2 separate regions of the Mus musculus genome follow, and region 2 is linked to region 1. A link is a contact called in public Hi-C data. All regions are on one chromosome and are shown on one strand. The core of a region is the stretch at or near the end of the contact, and the rest is flanking DNA. Distances in the headings are between cores, read along the strand shown. Region 1 overlaps Phex (phosphate regulating endopeptidase homolog, X-linked). Region 2 overlaps Mbtps2 (membrane-bound transcription factor peptidase, site 2).

Region 1 (2,700 bases), core at 126-2,625:
AAAAAAAAGAATATGAATATGAATATAAAAGTTGAACAATTTTAATGTATTATTTGATTCTCAAAATATTAAATATTATTAATATGTTTGATGTATAAAATGTATTTAAATAATCAAAATCTTTTAAAAAATTAATACAGATATGGATGCTTGCAGCTAACCATGGAATTGAGCACAGGGACCCCAATGGAGGAGTTAGGGGAAGAACTGAAGAAGCTGAAGCGGCCTTATCTGGCATCAATGGGAGGGGAGGCCCTTGGTCCTGTGAAGGTTTGATGCCCCAGTGTAGGAGAATGCCAGGAGGGGGAGGAAGGAGGGGGTGGGTGGATGGGGAAACACTCTCATATAAGCAGGGGGAGGGGAGATGGAATAGGGGGGGTTGCAAAGGGGAAACCAGGAAAGGAGATAACATTTGAAATGTAAATGAATAAAATATCCAAATTAAAAAAATATATATATCACACAGATGGTGCACAGAAAAAAAGAAAAGCAATGTAGCTATATGCATGACTATAGCTTGAGGAAGAAAAACACTATATTAAATCAACATCCTTTCAAAGAGCCATCACCAAGTAAATTGTCTTTTAAATTATGGAAGTATACACTTTTACTGAAATATTTCTGGATTTTAAATTTGTGCTAAATTTCAAATGTTCCAGATATTTCTACTTTGGTTTCTTATTTTAAAAATGTCAACTCTGAAATATGTAAAAAATCATCTCTGGGAGTTATACCTACACTAGGGGATGTTTAAAAACATGCTTTTGGATACAAAATAAAGTATTAGAATTTAAAAAGAGAGGGAGAGAGACAGAGATGTGTATGGCTAAAATCACAAGTATATAGACTTCTGATTTAAAGTAGTCTTTGCCAGTAAGGTGCCCAGCATGCTCTTGCATGTCCATGTCCCATTGATGACTGCTATCATCAGAAAGATTTCAAAACTTTGTCTACAAAGAAGTGTTCCTAATTTTAGAGTCTCTCAGTTACAGAGTAGAATCTCGGGCGAAATGGTAAAGGCATGCTCTGGCCCTGCCCATTTGAGTTTCAGCTCCAGAAGAATATCTCCAACTCAAGGTGGACCCCCTCATTTATTTGTAGACGATATAGCTATGCAGAATTGCCCTGTTTATTCCTGTATTTTGCTGCATACCATCAGAGAATTTTTACCAAGTGTCTATAGTACCTGCCATGGTCTATCACTCATGCATACCTTATAAGCATGCCCTTTGGGCCATTTGTGGAACACGCTGGCTTAGGAAGTAGATGTGTGCTTTACTACAGGAAAATATTTGCCTCAGGACATTTGCACACATCATGCACAAATGGAGAAGACACATGGACAATATGGGTTTTTTTTTCCTTTGCAACTTGAGGGCCCTTCTGCCAGCTGCTTCCCGTGGCTCCCCACTGCTCGACATTCTGCCATATCCAATGATGGTTTATAGCAAAATTCACTAGGCAGAAAGCCATGTGGCTTTTACAGGCTGCAATTAGGAGTAAAACAAAGGCTGAATTACATGGCATTTGAAAATGCAGTTAGGGAAAGAATAAGTCAGATCTTATTTTCTGTTACCTCCTGGTGATGAAATCTATGTGTTCATCCAAAAGCACACACCTACCTCTGGGGTCATTTGGAAACAACAGCTCAGTCAATAAAAATAAATAAATAAACTGTACAGTCAACATCGAGCATGAAAATCCATTAAACAGTGGGTTTTTTTTTCTTCCATCCAAAGAAGTCCTACCTTTTCTTGAGCTTTCCTTTTTGTCCCTGCATCCATCCATTCATTTTCTTTCTCCAGCATGTCAATGAAGGCCCAGCGAACACCCTCAATCAATTCTTCCATCTATTAGAAAATACCCAAAGAAGCAGCGTCAAAGCCAGAAACTTCAGCCCAGGTTTCCTTGACCTGAATCAGGTTACAAGAAAATTACTTCAAGGTTCAAAATGGGGGGGGGCAGTGTTTCTTTCAGTTCAATTTCATGCTCTGACATTATTTTGGGAGGGGGGGGGCTCTGTAAACAGATGATGCAAGGTGGTGACAGTACAAGTTCCATAATTTAATAAGAGCTGAGGAGTGTAGCTCAATGAAAAAGTGTATGCCTAACAAGTGCAAGGCCCTGGGTTCTATCCCTAGTTCCAACACACCACACTTGCACACACACACACACACAGAGAGAGAGAGAGAGAGAGAGAGAGAGAGAGAGAGAGAGACAGAGAGACAGAGAGACAGAGAGACAGAGAGACAGAGAGACAGAGACAGAGACAGACAGAGACAGAGACAGAGTTTATCAGAACCAGAGAGTGCCAGGCAAAAGCACAGTCTGTGATTTTTCAGATAGACATTGCCAAAAAAAGCGAGCAACAGTTGAAAGAAGTGTTGTTTAAAAAGAGAATCATGCTGGGATATACAGCACCTCAAAGGACATCATGCCAACATGAATCAGATTTATGTGAAGACCCCCAAATCTCTCTAAATTCAGGGCCAGTAGTGAAACCAAATGCTTAGTTATCATCTATTCCCTTCCTACTGCTCTCTCTCCTCCCTTGCAGCCCAGCAATGTCTTATTCAGATCTAGAATGCTGGGTACAGGCAGCATCTGTAGAATAGAAGTTTTCTGAAAGGCCTTTCCCCAGACATTAAAGAATGAGATCACATCCATGTTAAGAATATATTTTCTTTGCTGACAACCTCT
Region 2 (2,738 bases), core at 56-2,555, 280 kb after region 1:
AGAATATGGCTCAGTTCTCATCTACATTCCAATGATTCTGAGTGTCCATTCTCTGATTATGAAACTCATTTTCATAATGAACATTTTAAATGTCTGTGATATCTTGTTATCTGGATTCTCTTTATTCAGGCCTTACTGAGCAATGTTTTTTTCTTCCACAGATATCAGTGTCCCATTTCTTCTTTCCCATGCTGGATAAAATACCTGTTCAGTTTTGTTTTTCTTTTTCTGATGCCTCTTTAAATGGATTCCCTTAAGCATAGCTCTCATCTTCATGTGCCAGGGTGGGGAGATACCCAGGAGGGTCTCCACTCTCTCAGAGGAAAAGGGGGGTTGGGAGAGGGGTAGGGGCTGGTGGGGGGGTAGGGACTCAGGGGGGCTAGGAGCAAGGACAGGGATGTAAAGTGAATTAAAAAAAAACTAGCTCTCATACATGCTATCTAGTGCACAACAACTTGCAGCAAAGCACAGCTCACTTTTATTTCAAATAACTCAATTTTATGCAACCAGCTCTTTGTTCTTTCTCTACATTGTCTTCTGGATATACAATAAAGAAGAAAAAAAAGTTAAAAGTCTGAGTTTGTGACTGACTATTGCCACAGATGGCAGGTCTTATTGGCTGGCAACAGTACAAGATGACCATCTGTCTCTGACATGATCTCAAAGTATTAGATGTACCAGAACACTGAATGCAGAATACTCTTTCAACCACACACAGTGCCAAGGTTGTAAGAATTAATATGGAATAAGGCTGCAGGAAATTAAGAGTAAATCAGAAGTATGTTCCTTAAGCTCTGAGGATTTATATCAAAGACAAGAGCCAAGGCATTCTTAAATTTATACTCAAATATTAATGGTAGACTTGTGGCCTTTTAACAGTTCCAAGGCACAGGTCACTTAGTATTTTTATGAATAGTGAATAAACTGAGAAGTAAAGAGAAGAATAATTTGCAGTTAGAACTGGAGCAGGCAGACAGGCTAATGATCAGATTGTCTTGAAATGGGCTCTTATCTTCTTTCTTGAAAACGAACTACTTGTAGAACCAAGAGTCACCCTTTAACTGTCCGTGCACCCTGCAGCTTCTCATTAAATTAATCACTGTCTGGGAATCATAATGGAAAACCATCCGCCTCATTCTCTTCTCCCCCACTTTGGAGACTGAGGATTTCATCCGTAAAGATAATACAATCTGAGGCATGACACCATATGATGTGTTTATAAAAAGATAGAGAGGGGCCGTTATGTTCTGTTGCCAGGTAACTGTGGGGTGGAGCATACCTAGCTGTTGCCAGGTAACTGTGGGGTGGTATTTAGACAGATTGCTAACAGATACTGTGTTTAGATCAAATCTGCCCTTTCTAGATCTGCCAACACCTCCCGTATCCCACTACCATTTTTCCCTCCCCAGTCCACCTGCTCTTTTGTTAACCCATGGAATCCTCTTAGTACTGCCACTATGTGCATGGGCATAGACAATCTTCTATGAGGGTAGCTTCTCAGGAGCCTCCATTCTCTGCCACAAATTTAGTTTAGATCCTTATTACTTCTAACATGAATCATTGCATCTGTACTCTTAAATGATCTCCCTATCTTTGATCTAACTTTGGCTCATTTTGCATAGAATTCTAATCCATAGGTAAAACAGAAACTTTCTAGAGGCGTCTTTCATGGCCTAGATACTACCAATATCTCCCGTCTCCTACTTGTCATACTGTTCTCTTATAATATGCCTACCTGTGGAGCATTGGATCCTGAGTGGGCCTGGTCCTCAGCGGAGCTCAGGCTAGAAGCCACGGAGATCCTGAAGGGATGGTAGAAGCTTTGCCTGCTCCTGAGCACCAGGCCCCTGTCACTAGCCACAGCCCCCTATAAATTTGTGGCCATCAGACATGTAAGGGCAATGCCCTAAGCCCCCCACAGGTAGGAAAGGAAGTGACCTGTAGTCCTTAGGCTCAAGACAGAGATTACCATCCTTTTTTTTAAAAAAATTAGATGTTTTCTTTATTTACATTGCAAATCTTATCCCCTTTCCTCATCCCCCCCCCCACCCAGAAACTCCCCCTATCCCATCCCCCCCCCCCCCCCCCCCCCCGCTCACTAAGCCACCCACTCCCCCTTCCCTATCCTGGCATTCCCCTTCACAAGACTAAGGGCCTCTCCTCTCATTGATGTCCCACAAGGCCATCCTCTGCTACATATATGGCTGGAGCTATGGGTCCCTCCATGTGTACCCTTTAGTTGATGGTTTAGTCCCTGGGAACTCTGTGGGTACTAGTTGGTTCTTATTGTTGTTCCTCCTACGGGAGATTAACATTCTAATGAGGTACCTAGAGGGCTTAGCCAATAAGCTTTTCTTCTCAGACATTCCTCCCTGGAAAAGGTTTTAAATCTCAGGCCCTCCCTGAGAAGTGGGGTATGGTTTTACTCATCTACTTTCTGCCTTGACAATAAATGCCTTAAAACCATGGACTGCCTCTTTTCATTGGGATCTGAGGCCTTCCCAGCCCCCTTCCGAGCGGGAGCTCCCCCGCCTGAAAGGCCAGATCCAGCTCATGGGCCCAGATTCCATTCTCAGCTCTTCTGAGACTTCCTGTGGCGCCTGGGTGTTCCAGAGCCAGGGAACCCCACGGCCCTGGCCTCTTCACAGGCCCAGCTATCCTGCGCCACAGACCGTGCTTTCTCATCCCAGGAGCAGTGTCCAGGGGCTCCCCTATAGCCCAACACACGGCCAGCAGCA

The links. Hi-C and Micro-C count contacts between places; a contact is called where the count stands out from the background.
Region 2: a contact with region 1 is called in a Hi-C map of cerebellum, with 2.2 times the contacts expected there. The contact joins two enhancer-like sites. A contact is called at or near these places in 1 of 484 Hi-C or Micro-C datasets (cerebellum) and 1 of 9 other capture datasets (pancreatic islet).

Annotation. Positions count from the first base shown.
Region 1 is chrX:157,309,121-157,311,820 of GRCm38.p6, forward strand. Phex (phosphate regulating endopeptidase homolog, X-linked) reads right to left here. Exons shown (of 22, transcript NM_011077.2): 12 at 1,749-1,850. Among named protein-coding and RNA genes, the nearest start is that of Gm25795, 11 kb to the left of the region's middle. Within about 2 kb of position 1,376, at least 2 of the 459 cell types and tissues checked have an H3K27ac peak or open chromatin away from gene starts, as enhancers often do. A contact at or near this core is called in cerebellum, where this site is marked.
Region 2 is chrX:157,585,941-157,588,678 of GRCm38.p6, forward strand. The region is part of intron 3 of Mbtps2 (membrane-bound transcription factor peptidase, site 2); the gene reads right to left. Among named protein-coding and RNA genes, the nearest start is that of Mbtps2, 11 kb to the right of the region's middle. Within about 2 kb of position 1,306, at least 15 of the 459 cell types and tissues checked have an H3K27ac peak or open chromatin away from gene starts, as enhancers often do. A contact at or near this core is called in cerebellum, where this site is marked.